2 separate regions of the Muntiacus reevesi genome follow, and region 1 is linked to region 2. A link is a contact called in public Hi-C data. All regions are on one chromosome and are shown on one strand. The core of a region is the stretch at or near the end of the contact, and the rest is flanking DNA. Distances in the headings are between cores, read along the strand shown. Region 1 holds the start of IFT27 (intraflagellar transport 27). Region 2 holds the start of EIF3D (eukaryotic translation initiation factor 3 subunit D).

Evidence for each region. Hi-C and Micro-C count contacts between places; a contact is called where the count stands out from the background.
Region 1: a contact with region 2 is called in a Hi-C map of muscle, with 10 times the contacts expected there. The contact joins the promoter of IFT27 here to the promoter of EIF3D in region 2. A contact is called at or near these places in 2 of 3 Hi-C or Micro-C datasets (blood and muscle).

Annotation. Positions count from the first base shown.
Region 1 is chr1:21,035,809-21,040,906 of mMunRee1.1, forward strand. IFT27 (intraflagellar transport 27) reads right to left here and starts at 2,473. Exons shown (of 7, transcript XM_065939196.1): 1 at 2,046-2,473. The coding sequence starts at 2,079.
Region 2 is chr1:20,822,205-20,826,920 of mMunRee1.1, forward strand. EIF3D (eukaryotic translation initiation factor 3 subunit D) reads right to left here and starts at 2,444. Exons shown (of 15, transcript XM_065939166.1): 1 at 2,304-2,444.

The sequences.
Region 1 (5,098 bases), core at 1,223-3,722, 210 kb after region 2:
ACTAGTATCTGAGGGTATGAGTATAAAGGACAAGGAGTCTAGAATCAAGGCCTGAGATGGTAGCCTGTGGGGCTAACAACAAGCCCTGAAAATCAGATCACCTGAGTCTAGATCCAGCTCAGCCAAATCCAGCTGTGTGACCCCGGGCAAATGCCCCAACCTCTCTGGGTCTCAGACAGGCCCCATCTGTAGAGGAGAATGATGATAATCCTGACCCCACAGAGTTGTTGAGATGACCCATGCTGAGGGTATAGCACAGCGCAGGCACAAAAATGATGCTCAGTAAGTTAGCTTCGTGATGGAAGTTGATTTAAAAAAGAAATAGGAGAAAGAACAGTCAGAGAAAGAAGTCCATTAAAAAAATCTAACTTCAGAGAAAAACGTCTCCACTTTATCCATGAAGAGACTCACTTTATCCATGAGGCTCAGAGAAGTGCTTTGTCCAAGAAGACACAGCCAATCTGTGGAATTATTTTTGTGGCACAATACTGCCCCCGCTGGTGCTCTGGAAACTAGACACTGCTTTTGAAGACCATTCATTTCTTTTGCTCCAGCATGATCTGAGTGACTTTGAGCAGTCATCTTTCTGTGTGACCCTTTTACTTCCAAACTGGAAAAGTCATTATAAATACCACCCTTTGCAGTTTGAAAGAGAAGAGTCAAAAAAAAAAAAAAAAAAAGAATCTCCTTTTCCTCTCACTGCTCCTTTTCTGAATTGGTCAGAAACATCTGGAAAGGTCACAGGTTTCAACAGTAACACAAGTTAAGAATTACGGAGGTGAGCAGATCTGGGGGTGGGAATCCCGGCTAGGACCTTCCTTCACTAGGGGGTGACCTTGGGCCAGAGACTTCATCTCAGTTCTCAGTGAGGTCAGAACAACTCAGCATCTGACCCAGGGCGCCATGCGGTGCGGTGCGGTGCTGAGTGGCTTAGTCGTGTCCGACTCTTTGCGACCCCACGCACTGTAGCCCGCTAGGCTCCTCTGCCCATGGCGATTCTCCAGGCAAGAATACTGGAGTGGGTTGCTATTCCCTTCTCCAGCGGATATTCCTGACCCAGGGATTGAACCCAGGTCTCCCACACTGCAGGCGGATTCTTTACCATCTGAGTCACCAGGGAAGTCCAAGAATACTGAAGTGGGTAGCCTATCCCTTCTCCAGGGGGACTTCCCAACTCAGGAATTGAACCAGGGTCTTCTGCATCGCAGGCAGATTCTTCACCAGCTGAGCTACCAGGGAAGTCCTACCCCAGGGTGCTACCTACTGTGAAAGGGTTAAATGAAATACATGTGCCTGAAAATGCAGCAAGGACTCAGGAAAGTACATCTGTGCTCTGAGGTCCCAGGTCCATAATCCAGGCAAATGTTACTTCTCATTTCTAAATGAGCAGTAACACCACAAATGTGCATGCCGCATAAGCATTCATTCTACAAATGTTTATTGAGTATTTCCTACGTTCCAGATGTACGTTCTGGGAGCTTGGGATGTATCAATCAGCAAAAAAGATTCCCACTTTTGGGGGAATCAACATTTATGTCCTCAAGATTATGGGGCAGCAACCATAACTTTGGGTCTTAAAGACTACATACATGGTATTTTTGCAAACTCTGGTCAACTGGACATTACTGTCTCCTATCCCTGTTTTCAGAAGAATGGGGTCAAGGAAAAAAATCCCATAAGTAAAGACCACCTAAGTCACTGATGCTAACTTTGGAGTACAGCACATGGTTTAGTTGAAGCATTTATGGTGTGCTTAGCCTGATTTTTTAAAAACCTGTCTGCTCCTCTTGAGTACAGCTCCAATTGGTGACGGTGGTCTCAGAGTATAACCGGGAGGGAAGGAAACCAGCTGCAGCTACAAGTGTGCTCTGGAAGATAATTATCCCATGCCTAATGGAATTTACTATATCAGTAATTGCATTAACTCGCCTTTGGGAGAGAGAAAGGGAAAGAGGGTAGACAATTTACGTGAACAAAAGCTCTCAACAATTTATGAAGTCTCTGAACTCCGGACACTGTACTCGCCCGCAAGTTTTCAGACTCACCTGCCAGGATGCATTTGGCTGCCAGCTTCACCATGGTAACCAACCACCTCCACGGAGCAGACAAGAGAAGAGCGGCTGCTGGAGGCGTTGGTGGCCCTGCCTGAGAAGGGGAGTAGGGAGAACTGGCGCTCAAGGGGCCAGTGGCCGTGGTGAGGACCGGGACAATGGGGCCTGGACCCTTCGGGCAGCCGGCGGGGCGCTATCTGGCGCTAGGGTCACGGTGGGGCGCGGAGGAGCGCTAGAAGGGGTAAAAGTCTTCAGAAGGCAGCCGGGAAGGTGCCAGGGAGGCGACGCGGCTCCTGAATCCAATCCGGCCCCCGGCAGTGCGGTTCGGGAACAGTGACCCAGAAACCGTCCGGTCCCCAGGCCCCAGCCCCACTGTGGCTGTGATCGCGGGGCAACCACCGCCCGCCTGCCCCGCCTCTTCATCGCCCCCTCCTTCTCGCTGGCCATCGATTGGCTGAAATAAAAAACTCCCACCCCCTAGGGCTCACGGAGACCAGTGAGACAAGGGGGAAGGGCTAACAGCCTTTTCTCGTCAGATAATTCGTTGTCGTAACTGCTCTTCAAGTTTATCGCGCTTGACTAATAGTTGCAGAAGATGTCAATCATTTCCCCCTCCCGCCCCCGCACGGCTTGAAAGTTCAGGGAAAAGCAGCTCCAATCTAGTATATCCAGAAGCGGTGATAAAACAAGATTTCTGATTGGTCAGAGGCTGGCTAGGCCCATCTTCGGGAGGAATGGGGACTCGCCGTATCCTCCTGCCCTTCTGGAAGTGGGTTCGCCCACGAAGGGGGCGGATCGCGAGCGCGGGAGACTGGAGCGGCGCCGGCGCGCTGGACGAGGTGCGCTTGCCCAGGCCGAGCGTTGAGCCAGCTTGACCTGGCTGAAGCAGCTCTTGACGCCCCACCAAGTCCCAGATTCCAGGGAGCGTGGCTGTAAAGTGCATCAAGAAATCCAGTCTTTGGCTCCTTAAAGCCCAGGGATGTTATGCGCTTTAAATACCGAAGTGTTAAAAGTGATGTCCATGCACAAAGGAGAAGTGGGGGAAGCGGTTGGTGGACTCAGGAATTTGAAGTTGTATTTTCCTGTGAGCCCAGCCCCTCTTGTGAAGTGGAGAACGTTATCACATACCACACGTGGAATGAAAGCGAGCATCCTGGACATTTCTCATCCCCCATCAAGGAGGCTGACTTTCCGGGGAGGCCCCTCTTGCTCTGCGGTCAGGAACCCCAGACTGAAATCACGGTCGTCTTCCTGACCTGGGCAAGTGGCCTCATCCCTGAGTCTATTTGCTCACTTTTAAAAGGGGCTCGTGGAATCCACCTTCTTCGGTTGTCCTGAGACTGTAAGTGCCTGGGACACAGTAGGTGCTCAGCAGTGATGAATGGATGAATGAGAAGAGATTTACTGAACAGATTGAGTTTACCATCACCGTCATGTTGGCCAGATGCCTGCACCCCTTTTCTCACTCCTGCCGGTTCCTCTGGGGTTGCTGGTGCTGAAGGGGAAGAAGAGCCCCTCAGGGAAGATGCAGCCTTCAGAATTTGCTATCATATGCCCTTTATTTAGGGCTTCCCAGGTGGCACTGTGGTAAAGAATCTGGCTGCCAGTGCAGGAGACACAGGAGACGTGGGTTCAATCCCTGGGTAGAGAAGATCCCCTGGAATAGGAAATGGCAACCTACTCCAGGATTCTTGCCTGGAAGATTCCATGGGCAGAGGAGACTGGTGGGCTACAGTCCATGAGGTTGCAAAGAGTTGGACATGACTGAGCATGCACACACACACGCCTTTCATCTCACCTGCCGGGTGTCTTACTGTGGCTGCCAGTCTTTCGCAGGGCAATGAACACACACACGCTCTACAAACTGCTGCAAATGTTTCAGCCTTGAATCAGGACTGAAACAATGCAAGTTGTCTGGAATTATCTTTCCTTGCCAGTCATTCCTGGTATTATGGTTAAGACCTGTCTCCTGCATTCCGCCTTACCTACTTGTTTTCTTGGGAGACATCATGCAAGTCTGTCTCAGACACCCCAGGTCTCGGTGAGTCACAAAGCCTCTCCCGGTCTTTCTGCCTCCGCCTCCAGACTGTCCTGCTAATCCCTTAAAGGACCTCTTGAGTGAGTCACCCTCCCGAGGCAGCTCCAAGGGGCTCAGATGCTGAGATCCATCTGGGGGTGATACCTCTGGGAGCCTCAGTTTCCTCATCTGTGAAGTGGTGGAGGGTAATAATTGCACCTCCCTTATGGGGTTGTCCTCCTCAGCACCATATCTGCCCCGGCCCTTTCCTTCCTGCTCCTGGATGTGATTTTGGTCAATACTGTTGTAAGAGCTTTGTGTCTTCCCAGAGGGGCTTCCCTGGTGGCTCAGGACGGTAAAGAATCTGTCTGCAATGCAGGAGATCTGGGTTCAATCCCTGGGTCGGGAAGGTTCCCTGGAGAAGGAAATGGCAACCCACTCCAGCATTCTTGTCTGGAGAATTCCATGGACAGAGGAGCCTCCGTGGGGTGGCAAAGAGTCAGACATGACTGAGCAACTAGCACACACACACAGAGGTGGTAAACCCCATACGGTGAATTCTCCCACCTCACGCCGCCATCCCGCCGCCATCCCAAGGGCCTTCTATACCCTACTGATGATGAAACAACAGGCACATGACTGTCACTGGGTTTTAGGGGATCAGAGAGTTTGGGAACCATAAAGATGCTTGAGATATTCTAGTCTAACCCCTCCCTGAGCAGCTATAACAGAGCCGGCGTTTGCCAAGCCCACACTGGGTCCTGGCCTCAGTCTGAGTGCTCTGAAGAGTTCATTAACTTACTATTCATGTTCCTGTTTGATATTGACAATAACCCCTGTGAGGCGTGTATCCTCTCTGTTTGATAAACAGGGAGACTGAGGCCCAAATGAGGTGAAATCAAATGCCCAAGGTCACAAGACTGGTGAAGGGCAGAACTGAAGGCAGGTAGACCATCAGCCTCTTGGACCCTTCTGGGACCTCTCTTGCCTCTAATCCTCTCACAGTTCTTTCCATCCTAGAGAGTAAATA
Region 2 (4,716 bases), core at 1,194-3,693:
CTCAAAAAAAAAAAAGTCTTCCATTCAAGGTAAGCTAATACATGAATGATAAAGTTAAAAAAGCAAAACACAAAACCGAACCTTCAACTGTTGAGTTACTCTCCACTTAACATCTTCCTGTAAATAATATTGTGAATACTTAAAACTAAGAAGACTGCTAACCAAATTTATGTATCATATATCACTGGGTTTTTTTTTTTCACTGTACCATCTCTGAAATGAGCCTGCACCTTCTAATTGACGGGGTGTCATATCATATCTGGCAACTTTCCTTTCTTAGTGTTACATGAAGAAATTGTGCTTCTTGAATTCAGTGATGTCTTACAGATTTGATGAAATGTAATTAACCTTTTTTTGAGTTTAATAAGCAGGTTCCAGTTCTCATTCACACCTTCACCAGACATAGAGTATATAATTCCCCTAAACTCCAGTCTCTTTACCTGTAAAATAAATAAGATCCTTGTTTTATTCCCATCAGAGGATCACTGTGAAAGCCGTATATATTAGTTAACATATGTAGAAATAGTTCCACTGTAAAACGCCAGACACTTACTACTCAGTCTTACAAAAATACATTTACACACAGTGCCGAGAAAAAACAAGGGTCCATGAATATATCCTGAAACGCAACCTTCCTTCGTTGTTCTTCCAATTTTTTGTTGTCAGTGCAAATTCTTATGCAGGGCATAAGAATCAGGCAGAAAGCCCGGCAGAAGGTTGAGGAAGCCACCAGAAGCCTTACGTCATGAAAGTGAAAGTGGTTTAACACAGCCAATGTTCATAAGCATTATAAGTACCAGGCATGTTGTTAGTGCTTTCCACGCATTAATTCATTAACTCCTCTCAACAATCTCCTCCTGAGGTAGGGCCAGTATTAGCCTCACTTTCCAGATAAGAAAACTGAGGCACAGAGATATCAAGAAATTGCCCAAAGTCACAACACTAATGGACGAAAATCTGAACCCTGGGAAACTGGCTTCAGAGTCCACACTTTGTATAAGGCCCGTACTCCTCTCAGAAACAGTAAAAACCAGGGACTCCAGACAGGTATCTGCCAAACAATTCCTACCCAAAATGCGTGCATTTATCATCCATTTTAATCCCCTGTCAATGCCCAGAAGCTGAGCTCCCAGGGGAAAATTCACCACACAAATATTTCCAGAGTCTGGGGAGCAATAAAAGAGCAAAGGATACTACGTTTAGGAAATTCTCTTCATTTTCCCATGATGGGGAGAGTTCTTACAGAGGTGACACTTGCATGATCCAACAGGGCATGAACCTGGAAGCCCCATACTCCCACCTGAACTTAAATTACACTAGAGGAAGCAGACTGAGGGAGGGTGTGGTGGTCTCAAAACAATATACCTTTATATACTACCAGGGTCCTACAACGTGTCAGACGCAACACCACTAAACCCCTAGGCCCCCATTTCAGATATAAAAACACACAGTTCAGCCAAACCAAGCAGCTGATCTCATCATTTCAAAATAGATTTGGTTTCTAGGGTCGTCTGTCTTAAGTCTAACAGTCTTCCCATTATCTTACAGCTGGACAGCAGCCTGAAAAGATCCTGGATTTCAGATCATATCAATAACACAATAAGGTATCTGCCAACACACTTTAAAAGGGGTGGAAGGAAGTCACTTGGTTTCAACGCATAAAATAGAAAGTAGGCAGAGCACAATGTAACCAATAGTGGAAACTAAATCTTTCTGTTGAAACGGATGACAGCTGAACTGGCTACAGCTATCGGATGAGGAGGCACCAACAGGACAGTCATAGAGCCTTGTGGCTGGCAGGTCATGTACTGCGCACGTTCTTGCAGCCACTGCAGATCGTTTGCCAATTCCTGGGGGGTTAGTTTCAAATCACAGATCAACCAACTACATCCTAGTCTTCCATTTCACAGGCAAGGAAAAGAAACTTTTAGACTGTGACCTCCTCAGAGCAGGGCCGAACATCGCTCAGTTTGGCACACCCAACAGCCCTCTCATAGAAGCTCAGGGAACCGTGGGGCACTTTAAAAGACCCCGAGACTCAGAAGGATTAATGGCATGTTCACATCAGAACAGACCGTCGGTGGCCGCTAAGCGGACTCCAGGGCAAGAGACCTCAACTACAGGTTCTGCCCCGCACTGGGTCCTACCTGGGGGTGCCGAAGGCGGATTCCTGCCCCGCCCAGCGGAGGAACAAGGAGGCAGGAGGGGGCGTACAGAAGTCTCTTCCGGTAGGGCCCCGAAGGCCAGGCGCAGCCCAACTCTGCTCTGGAGGTCCGCGGAAACGTACAGAATACGCTGCTTACCTGTAACGGCCGTAGCCGGCCCCGATGCCGAAAGATAAGTCTACGCCAGATACCTCGCCACCGCCTGAGCTCCGGGGAACCGGGAAAGGAGGAAAGATGCGCGCGCAGCGGCCGGTACCGTAAACACGACCGACGGTGTCGTAAACTGCTTCTTGGCTTCCTTCCGGTTCGACGGCGGAACACACGAGTCGTAAAGCGAAGGCACACCCGGAAGTTCGTCACTGTTCTTTTCGCGGTGTTCTTATTAGCCTTCGAGGCTGATAGACACCGGAGATGTTTACAGTTACGTCATGGGGCATCCGGCGACACTCCGAGAGTTTCAAGTTTCTTGAAACGTGGCGGTCTTGCAGTTGGAGTTGGAAGCGGAGACTTGCTGATAGCCCCTCTATGTCCCACAATGCCTTGCGGACCGCTCTGGCCCCTCTGTATCCCACAATGACCCGCGGCTCCTGCCTTCTTTAAAAGATTCGTGTGGGTCGAGTTTCGCCGTTAGGGGGAGATCGAGTTTCTCAGGCAGGTTTTTGTGGCGACTCGCTGAACTTTTCAGCGGTTTCGAAAACAGACCAGGAGGTGCAAAGTGACCTGAGTAGATCAGACTACCAGTGTAGGGGGTCGCTGCCAGGGTTCAAACCACACCTCCACAGTGCTCAGACTTTCTTGTTTGACAAAGATTCCTGGAGTGCTAATTTGAAAAATGAAGATTCTGGGTCCCCTTCCATAGACTGTTATACCAGCTGGAGCCCAGGAACCTGCATTTTAGTTGGTTGTGATTCTGAAGTGGCGACTCAGGAACCACCTTCCTACGATGGCAACGGTGCTGTCCTTTTGGAAACTCAGCCTACAGAGTTTGTCCTGGAGTCTTATTGGGGTATTTCAAAATATTTGAAAGAATCTGAGCGTGCGATTTTTGTTCAAACCTCATGATTCTTTACTGCCTGGTCTCATAGGCTTCCTTATCGGTCTCCTGGTCTATCTCCTTTATTGGAAAATATACTTGCTGTTACAGCTGATATTTATTGTTGGCTCTGCCACTGGTGGCTCAGATGGTAAAGTGTCTGCATACAATGCGGGAGACCGAGGTTTGATCCCTGGATTGGGGAAACCCTCTGGAGAAGGCATTGGCAACACACTCCACTACTCTTGCCTGGAAAATCCCACGGACGGAGGAGCGTGGTAGGCTACAGAACATGGAGTCGCAAAGAGTGGGACACGACTAAGCGACTTCGCTTTCACTTACACTGTCACTTTCTAGCAGTGTAGCCTTCATATCTCTGGGCCTCAGTTTCCTTATTTGTAAATTGAAGATGATAAAAGGGGGTGTTGTGAGGGTAAAATATATGTATGTGAAAATACTCAGGAATTCCACTTACCAGTTAGACAAACTCGAGCATATTAATTGATCTCTTTGAAACCTTCAGTTCAGTTCAGTTGAGTCGCTCAGTCGTGTCCGACTCTTTGAAACCTTATTCATGTATAAAATGAAAATGTTAACAGCAGCATCTGTTTCTATAAATTCTCTTCTAATTCACTCATCATCCAGTTTTCCTATTTTTGTTCACGGTACCCAGTGGATGATGCTTATTGAAAAACTTTGTACTCATCATTGGTAGTTCCTTTTCCCACCACATTCACTCTTTCAGCAAGTCCTCTTTATTCTTTTAGAATACATTTTGAGGGAATTCCCTGGTGGCCTTGTGGTTAGGACTCTGCACTTCCATTGCAGGGGGCATGGGTTTGATCCCTGGTTAGAGAACTAAGATCCTGCAACCTCACAGCATGGCCAGAAACAAAACAAAAAATGAACCATCATGAATGCCACCATTTTCCCTCACCATCTCCAGCCTCATGCTTGGGCCCCAGCATCCACTTGTGTTCCTCTAGGGTTCATTCTTTGTGTGGTGATCAAAGCAATCTATTCACAACCTTCTAGTAGCTTCCCATTATATACTTGGAATAAAATATGAAAGTCTTCCTATGACCTGTCTGGTCCTAGCTAACTATCATCTTTATATCCTGCCATTTTATATTCACTCTGCTCTAGCTCACATGCCTTTTTTTTTTTTTTTTTTTTAATGCCACATGACTTGGCAGGATAGTTCCTTGACCAGTGATCGAACTGGGGCCCTAGCAGTGAAAGCGCTGAGTCTTAACCACTGGACCACCAGGGAGCCCCAATCATGCTTTTTTTTTTTTAATGCTACGGGGCTGTAGAGAGAATTAAATGAGTTAATTTAAGTGCTTGGAATAGTATCAGGCACGTGGCAACTGAGAGAGCGAATGAGGACAGGGCTAGGCTACTCAGAGGGGTGGCTGGTTGTGGACACAGGCTGGTGAAGATGTAGGGGAGATGTATTCCCGGCACCAGAGAACAGCAGGCGGCAAGGTCTCAAGCAGGAAGAAGCCTGGGTGTGAC